Linked DNA regions of Macaca mulatta: region 1 is linked to region 2. The links are chromatin contacts, called in public Hi-C maps. All regions are on one chromosome and are shown on one strand. Each heading gives the region's core, a stretch centred on a gene start, on an enhancer-like site or on the middle of the called end of the contact. The rest is flanking DNA. Distances are from core to core; before and after follow the strand shown. Region 1 holds the start of PTPRM (protein tyrosine phosphatase receptor type M). Region 2 has its middle 46 kb from the start of LRRC30.

Region 1 (4,238 bases), core at 1,183-3,682, 270 kb before region 2:
AAATCCTTTTTGGTGATGAGGAAACCATGGTTTAAATAAGCAATATAAATATTTGTTTCCACCCCCTTGCACGCAATTTAAAAATCCATCCAAATGATATTTGACACAGCTTAACTTTAAACAAATCCCAAGCAGGGAGTTATGGATTTTAATAAAGAGAAAACCATCACTAGGGCTCTCATACTTCGCTTCTAATATTAATGAGTTACCAGGCTCTCAAATTGGCGAGTGCTACTCTATTATTCACTAATAAGAACGCAGACCAAATTCTGCATCCGTTTTATAATCGGACGACAGTGCATCACTGTGTTCAATCCTCTGGAGCACGTGCAATTACCAGGCAGTTAGGGAAACACAAAACTTGGAGAAAGGATATTTCTGTATTGAAGGTGATGGTTTGGGTTTCAAAACCTACAAGTTCCACTCCTTCTCTGAGGCCAACTGTGATCAAGGGTCCTGCAGATCAGCAACACACAAGACACAACTAATGTGCCTGTGAGTCCAGAGCTCCAGCAGCCAATGGTCCTGGACTCCAAGAAAATAAAAAGGTTTCCACGCACCAGAGGACCAAAGGTTTTTACTGCTTAAAATATGCTCTTTACTGTTCATGAAAGTCCCCTTCATCTAATTCTTAAAAAGCCCAACTTACTCATTCAACTCACTTGTTCCCAAACGCTGAGACCTATTTTGCAAAAACCAAGTTTAAGACAAAGGAGCAGGTTTTTTTAATTAAAAGAAAAAGGAAGCCCACCGCCCCCACTGCATGTGGACCTTAATGAAACTAATCTAATAAACACTAGAAAGGTGTGCAAATGGGCCAGCATTTGCCGTCCATCCACCTGTGTCATCCAGGTAATAAAGGTGATCCTGGAGGTTGTAAACCCCTGTGACAGCGTGCCGGATTCGGCCCCACGCCGGACCCCCGACTCCGATCCACAGATCCTCTCCATGAGGGGCTCCCCTGGGCTTAGAACGCCCCCGCGTGCGCGTGCAGGCACACACGCGCGCACACTCACACGCTTGCTCGCACACCGCCAGTGCCTCTCCTTCCCACCTGGGACCCCCGAGCAGCCGGGCTGGGTGAACAAGTTGCCGCTGGCCGCGCGCTCCGCTAGGGGGCCGAGGGTGGGGAGGGGGAGCCCAGCGGGGCGCAGGGCCGTGGCTACCAGGGCCTGGGGACCTGCCCGCTCCCTCCGCGGCCGCCGAGCCCTCCCGCTGGGACCGGCAAGGAACTCCCCCGGCTTCTCCGCAGACGCTGCGCGACCGCGGGGACCTACCAGGGTCGCCAACCGCGCCGGGCAGGGGGCGACAGGGAGGGCAGGACACCGGGAGATCGCCGCCGCCCAAGCGGCCGCCAGGTCCCGGCTTTCGCTGCGGGCGCAGCCGAACACCGGCGGCCTGGGCCCGGCCGCTGCTCGGGGTCGGCGGAGACCGCGCAGCGCCTACGCCAGGCGGCCCGGTGGCTGCAACTGGGAACTTCAAGCAAAGTTTTCTGCTGTTCCTTTTGCAGCCGGCCAGGGACTCATAGTGGCAGCCGCCCAACCTTGAGCACTAGCCCAGGCCGCGGGAGGACGGAAGCCGAGCTGGGAGTCCCGGCTGGGGAGCTTGCCCTCGGGGTTCGTCCGCTCCGCCCGCCCGAGGACTGGGCGCCTGCCAGCCCCACGGCCCCTCGCCCAGCGCCCGGCTCACAGGCAGAAGCCGTGTCCGGCCCGCCGCGCCTCCCGCCCGGCCCCGACGCCAGCCTTAGCGCTCTACCACCAGGGAGCTGCCGGCGTCCCGCGCCGGCCCGCGCGTCTCGGGAACGGCAGAGGCGGTCCCGCTTACCTGAGAAGGTCTCGCCCGCCGCAGTTAGCAAAAGTCCGGCCAAAGTCGCCAGGCAAGTCCCAAGTCTCCTCATGGTGGTGAGTGCGCGCCGGGCCGCTCCCCGGCGGCGGTGGGTGGGCGCACGAGGGCGGTGGGGGCCGGGAGCTTTGGTTCCGAGGCAGCGAGGAGGGAAGGGTAAACAGCAGAGCACTGAGCCAAGCCCCCAAGGTGCCAACAGTTGCAGAAGTCCGAACTCCAGCGGCTCCAGGGGCGCGGGCACAGGGTCCTGGGTCCTCCTCCCCTGTCCCTGGACCCACTCGGCGTCTGGCGCCGCTGTCAGAGGGAGCTGAGGGCGAGCCCGCGGAGCCAAAATCTTCCCTCGGTTCCGGTGGCTGAGCTCGCCGCCTCTCGCCTTCCCCTGCCCGGGACCCGGGACCCGAGCTGCCGGCCGTGGCCGTGGCGGTGGCGGTGGCCGTGGCCGTGGCAGCGCGCGTCCCGCCCGCTGCCTCTCCACAGGCAGCCCAGAGCCCAGCCCCGGGCGGCGGCGCGCCGATGACCGAGCCCGCGCCGGCTGCGCGCGGGGCTCTTGCTCCCCGACTGACTGGCGGTGCCCCGCAGGCCGGCTGAAGGGAGCGCTCACGTCACGGCCGCCCGGCACCGCCGCGGCCCGCTAGAGGGCGTGAGCGCCCGCGCCCCGCCGGCCCGCGCCCGAGCGCCTCCGGGAGCTCTGCTGGGGGCGGCCCCGCGGCCACCGCCACTGCCGCCGCCGAAGCGGGCGTCAGCCGCGCGGGGAGGAGCGGCCACCAGGCTCCCCCCGCCCACCTCCTCGCCCCGGCCGCGTCTTCTATTTTGGTGGCTGGCTCTGGGGAGGGTGACTGTGGAAGGGGCTGTGCCGCCGCCAGAAGTTTGTCCCGGGTCACGAGCCGCGAGTAGTTTGTGAGCGCGGCCGGGCGGGACCAGCGGCCTGCGACCCAGCGGGCCGAGCCAGGCGGCTTCGAGCCCGGCGCCGGACGGCGATGTCACCGCACAGGGCCAGCTGCACCCGGAGTCGCCGGGCCTGCGCTCCTCGGCGGCTGCGGGAAACGCGAGCCAGGCGATCGCGGAGGCTCCAGAGGGCTGCGAGGTCCTCTGCGCCGCGGGCGGAGCGAAGTTGGCGGGCGCCGGGAGATGGCGCGGGAGCCGGGAGCGCAGAGCCCCGCGATCGCCAGCCCGCTCCCGGCCGGGCCCGCGGGGTACACGCCGCTGGCCCCGAGCAGTGGCGCCCGGGAAGCCGTTTCTGCTGTTCTGCCTCCTAATCATGCCTCGGCGTCCCGTGTGGGCCCGGAGCGAGCCGCAGGCAGTACACGGAAGGCGGTGGTCACACCAAAACCAGGGTTTGGACATAACCCGTGGTTTCTGTATCTGGTGCAAAGTGCTGGGAAACGGGAGAAAGAAAAGTGGGGAGTGAATCAAGGAATGTCTTGAAATATTTTAGTTTTACTATTTTGGGTCTGAGTGAATAAAAAAACCTTACAATGCTTCAGCAAAGAGTAAATTTTTTATTTTAATTGTAAAATTTTTTGTAAGTGATCCTTCTATCTTCCAGGGAATAAGCACATTGAGCCAGCACCAACCAGACAGCTGTAAGCTCCTGGCCTAGCTAACTGAACGCAATAGAAGGGTTGGGAAGAGGTTAAATTAGGAACCAAAGTAACTGAGTGACAGGGTTCTAGCAATGATTCTGGCTAGAAGGCAAACCGGTGATGCAGAGGCACCCGGGAGTTCTCCTGCATTTTTCCCACAAGAGGGGTCCTCTGCTCAGCGCTCACTGCTTTCTAGTGCTTATAAAGACGCAAAAAATAAATGGATTCTACTCTCAAATTGACCCTGTCTCCAATGTACACCAGAACCAAGAAAGATAGAGCTGTCATCCTCCTAAGGCAAATTTGGGGACTAGAAGACTTTTGCCTTTAGTGTAGCAACCAACACTCCTCTTACTTCAGGAAGTCCACTTAGTAGATACTTTCCAGACCTGTTCTTTAGAAGTCTCTATATTAATCATTTACTTGTTAATATGACCTTACATCATCCTGCCACTTCTCCCAACTATGTGCTTATGGAACCTTATCTTTAATTGTGAAATGAACATTGAAATCTCAGGAAGGAAGCAGTGTCTTCAAGATCAGCAAGTGCGGAGAGTCAAATCTGCAACCTAGGCTTTCAATTTTGATGTACTTGTGTTCTATACTGGAGTTCAAATTTGCTTTTTTTTAAAAAAAAATAGTAATAGGCTTTTCAATGGAGTTTTTCTGCTAGTGGGAGGACAGAGGTGCAAGCTAGGGGGATAAAAGTTGATCTTGATAAGTAACTTCTTTAAATTAGGTGAAGTTAATATTAGGGTGGGATTTCATTTGCGAAGTATTTTAATTCTTTCAGCAAATATCTGCTGAGGCAAT
Region 2 (4,216 bases), core at 1,186-3,685:
AAGATGTTGAGGCTGAGGCTGCTGAATAACTCCTGTCTGGTGAGAGCATGACCATAACTTCCAGAGAAAGAGACAAAACAAGGCTTCTGTCACCCTTCCACCTTCCAAATATCAAGTGAGTTTATCTCACTGATAGAGTTAAAGGTGTATGCAAAGCACCTGTAGCAAGGGAGAAGGGGAACTGTCGTTTTCAAGCTTCTGGGCTGTGAACCATAAGAAAAAAACAGAAGGTAATATATTGCCAAAGGTAAACCAGACCTAACCTTTGTCTTAAATATTTCTGTTCTGGTATCTTTCCTTCATCAACCAACCACCTTCGTGTCTCTTTCAGCCACTGTAGGCTTCAGGTTGGTCTTGTCCATTGTTGATTATTGTCCAGTGCATTTCCTAGATCAAAGGCAGTGGCTACGTACATAGTCTTCAAAATCATTCCTCATACACTTCTGTTTTCTCTCCTTTGGACCTCAACCTTACCAATCCCTTCTACCTCTACTTTTCCCAAATTTAGAAAAAATGCAGGCCAGGCATGGTGGCTTATACTTGTAATCCTAGCAACTTGGGAGGCTAAGGCAGTTGGATCACCTGAGGTCAGGAGTTCGAGACCAGCCTGGCCAACATGGTGAAACCTTGTCTCTACTAAATATACAAAAATTAGCTGGGAAACCCCATCTCTACTAAAAATACAAAAATTAGCTGGGCGTGGTGGCACAGGCCTGTAATCCCAGGCTGAGGCAGGAGAATTGCTTGAACCCAGGAGGCGGGGGTTGCAGTGAGCCAAGATCGTGCCATTGCATTCCAGCCTGAGCAACAGAGCGAGATTCCATCTCAGAAAAAGTAAGGAAAAAATGCAGGCCAGCCTCGGTGACTCACACCTGTAATCCCAGCATTTGGGAGGCTGAGGTGGGTGGATCACCTGAGGTCAGGAGTTCGAGACCAGACTGGCAAACATGGCAAAACTCCGTCTCTACTAAAAATACAAAAATGAGTTGGGAGTGGTGGCAAAGGCCTGTAATCCCAGCTACTCAGGAGGCTGAGGCACAAGAATCGCTTGAAGCTTGAACACCCAGGAGGCAGAGGTTGCAGTGAGCCAAGATCATGCCACTGCACTCTAGCCTGGATGACAGAGCAAGACTGTCTCAAAAAAAAAAGAAAAAATGCATAAGTAAACATCCTATCAAAGAATGGAAATGCCAATACCTATGAAATCGATGAGATTTAACAACGAAGACGTTACCATCATGATGAAAGCTGTTGAAAAGCATCGTAGCTAGGTCTAGTTTAAAAGTGCATTAATTCGACTCAACATTTTCATGTAACAAAAGAGCCACAGTGGCATTTTGACATGCTTCCCTCTGCTTGGATCTGATTTATATGAAAAGTAAAACCATGCTAAGAGACCATGAGGATGTCACGGGTGTGGAGGGGTGTGAAAAGATAGACTGAGGAAATTTTATAAGGAACTTCTGGCAAAAGAGAGGAAATAAGCTGTGCTATGGTGTGACCTTTAGTGAAATTGTGTGTCACATTTGAGCAATAAAAGGAAATGAGTCAACCAACTCCCTTCTCCCGTCTAGGCTGGGAGCCATGTGCTGAGGACCAATACTCCAGTCCCACTTGCTCCTCCTCCCGCCGCTGCCAGGCTGGGTCGCAGCCTCCGGGGATGAGAATGCGGTTCTGTGAGTGTGCCAGGGACTCAACTATTGTCTCAGGGCTCCAAACCCCAGTCCGCACTCTGCCCTGTGAGGGTGGGGTTGAACTGTGAGCCACATCCTTGCTGTGCCTCCAGCTTCCTGCCAGGCTGTGCCAGTGGAAGGTGCTAGAAGGAACTGGTAAGGAGGGAAGAGCAAGGAGGGACTTGATTTTCCTGTCCATTCCCCATTCTTGAGTGCCCACACTCCCTCCCAGCCATGTCAGTCCCTCACCGTAGCAGCAGCTGAATCCAGTTTGCAGTGTTTCTAACACTCACAGCCAACCCCATCACACACACCCAGAGACCAGCAGCAGCTGAGCAGCTCTGCGGGCCCCTGAGCTTTTAGGTCCTGGTGTCCCTAGCCTCAGGGGTGGCAGCCACTCCCTGCTGTTACCTCCTCCCTGGCATCCACCATTCTCCTTTTGTTTTTTTAGTTCCCCGGCTTCAACCGAATGCATGGTTTACAATTCTTTATTATTATATTGTCTCTCTTCAGATAACTGGTGTGGTTTGTTCCCTGGCTGAACGCTGGCTGATACCATATACAAAATGGAGTTTTTGGAATCCTGGAGGCTTTGCATGAGTATGTGCTGAATGAATGAGTGAGTGAAGGAGTGAGTGAGCCAGGGCTCCCACTGCTGTCTGCAGCTGTCCATGCGCTGTGCACCTCGCAGGAGGAAATCAAGGCGCAGCTCAGAGCCCTCAGCCTCAGCCTCAGCCTCCCTCTCCTTGTTGCCGGGACTTTCATCCAGCTTTGGGGCTCCCTCCTGTGGGCTCTGCTGGTGTCAGACAGGGCAGCAGACACAGTCTCTGAACCCCAGGGTAAACATGGCCCCCGCCAGATGCGCCCTTGTGTCTGCACGAGGCCACTTGGAGCTACCGGGGATGGCCAGTCGAGCTCTGCGTGTAAAACACAGCTTTTCTGTTGTCTCTGCAAGGCCTTCACATACAGCTCCCGAACTCCGGCAAATCTCAAACCTAAATACCCTGCTCCAGGAAAGAAAGGAGCCAGGGGGAGAAGTCTGGTTGACTATTACCCAACTGAAGTCCCACAGTAGGAAGTAAATGAACCTGATTAAAGAAAATGGAGTACATTTCTGGCTTGGCAGAGAAAAAAATATATAAATAAATTTTTATATGGGCCTGAAATTTTCCCTTGTTACTTACTTGGGAGCTGGAATCCTAAAACGAGAGTGCCACCTGCTGGCCATCGTCAGACCCGGACCGGAACATCGCGGGTATTTCAAGGCAGGCGCCCTGAGTGGCACAATCTGGGCTAAAGCAGTCTATGTGAACACCGCACAAAGGATTCTAGGCGTGACTGCCGTGGCCGTGTAGTTTCCACAAGGTGTTTGGCCCTGTCCAGAGTGTGTGGACTTGCTGCCTGTCCAGCACCAGGCACTCCTCTGTAAAAGTGCCTCTGTGAGGCCAGGCGTGGTGACTCACGCCTGTAATCCCAGCACTTTGGGAGGCCAAGGCCGGCGGATCACCTGAGATCAGGAGTTCGAGACCAGCCTGGCAAACATGGTGAAACACCAACTCTACTAAATATACAAAAATTAGCCGGCATTGTGGCATGTGCCTGTAATCCCAGCTACCCAGGAGGCTGACTCAGGAGAATCGCTGGAACCCAGGAGGCAGAGGCTGCAGTGAGCCGAGATCACGCCACTGCACTCCAGCCAGGGCGACAGAGCAAGACTCAGGAAAAAAAAAAAAAAAAAAAAAAAGTGCCTCCGTGGAACCTCTGGGGTATCCCTGCTTTCTGACAAAACTCTTGGCAGATGAAACCGAAATGGCACAGTTCATGTGTGGAAATAAGTGATTATGGCTTCAGATTAGATACAATAAGTAGATTACAAGAACCCGTGCCAGGGAACCATAGCATGATAGAGCCAGAAGGAGGCCTTCCAGTATTCTTTATGAGAAAGCCATAGTGAGTCTTATTTTTAAAAGTAATTTCAACCTTTATTTTATATGCCAGGGGTACAAATGCAGGTTTGTTACCTGGGTATATTGCGTGATGCTGAGGTTTGGAGTCTGAATGATCCTGTTACCCAGGTACTGAGCACAGTGTCCATTAGGTAGTTTTTCAGCCATTACCCCCGTCTGTCCCTCCCCACTCTGGCAGTCCCCAGTGTTGACTGTTCCCTTCTCTATGTCCATGAGGACCCAATGTTCGGCTCCCACTTATTATTATTATCATTGAGACTGAGTGTCGCTCTGTCGCCCAGGCTGGAGTGCAGTGGTGCGATCTCGGCTCACTGCAACCTCCACCTCCCGATTTTAAACGATTCTCCTGCCTCAGCCTCCCAAGTAGCTGGGACTACAGGCGCCCACTACCACACCCGGCTAATGTTTGCATTTTTAGTAAAGACAGGGTTTCACCGTGTTGGGGCCACGCTCGTCTCAAACTCCTGACTTCAAGTGATCCCCCTGCCTCGGCCTCCCAAAGTGCTGGGATTGCAGGCGTGAGCCACTGCACCTGGCGTTGGCTTCCGCTTATAAGTGAGAACATGTGGTATTTGC

What was found. A called contact is a pair of places that touch in the nucleus more often than the background predicts.
Region 1: a contact with region 2 is called in a Hi-C map of liver, with 9 times the contacts expected there. The contact joins the promoter of PTPRM here to the enhancer-like site in region 2. A contact is called at or near these places in 5 of 14 Hi-C or Micro-C datasets (blood, fetal cortex germinal zone, fetal cortical plate and 2 more).

Annotation. Positions count from the first base shown.
Region 1 is chr18:78,632,647-78,636,884 of T2T-MMU8v2.0, reverse strand. It overlaps PTPRM (protein tyrosine phosphatase receptor type M), which reads right to left and starts at 2,432. Exons shown (of 34, transcript XM_077975163.1): 1 at 1,825-2,432. It overlaps LOC106994417, which reads left to right. Exons shown (of 3, transcript XR_013408328.1): 1 at 1-1,901.
Region 2 is chr18:78,362,555-78,366,770 of T2T-MMU8v2.0, reverse strand. No RefSeq gene overlaps it. Among named protein-coding and RNA genes, the nearest start is that of LRRC30, 46 kb to the right of the region's middle. Within about 2 kb of position 2,435, at least 15 of the 40 cell types and tissues checked have an H3K27ac peak or open chromatin away from gene starts, as enhancers often do.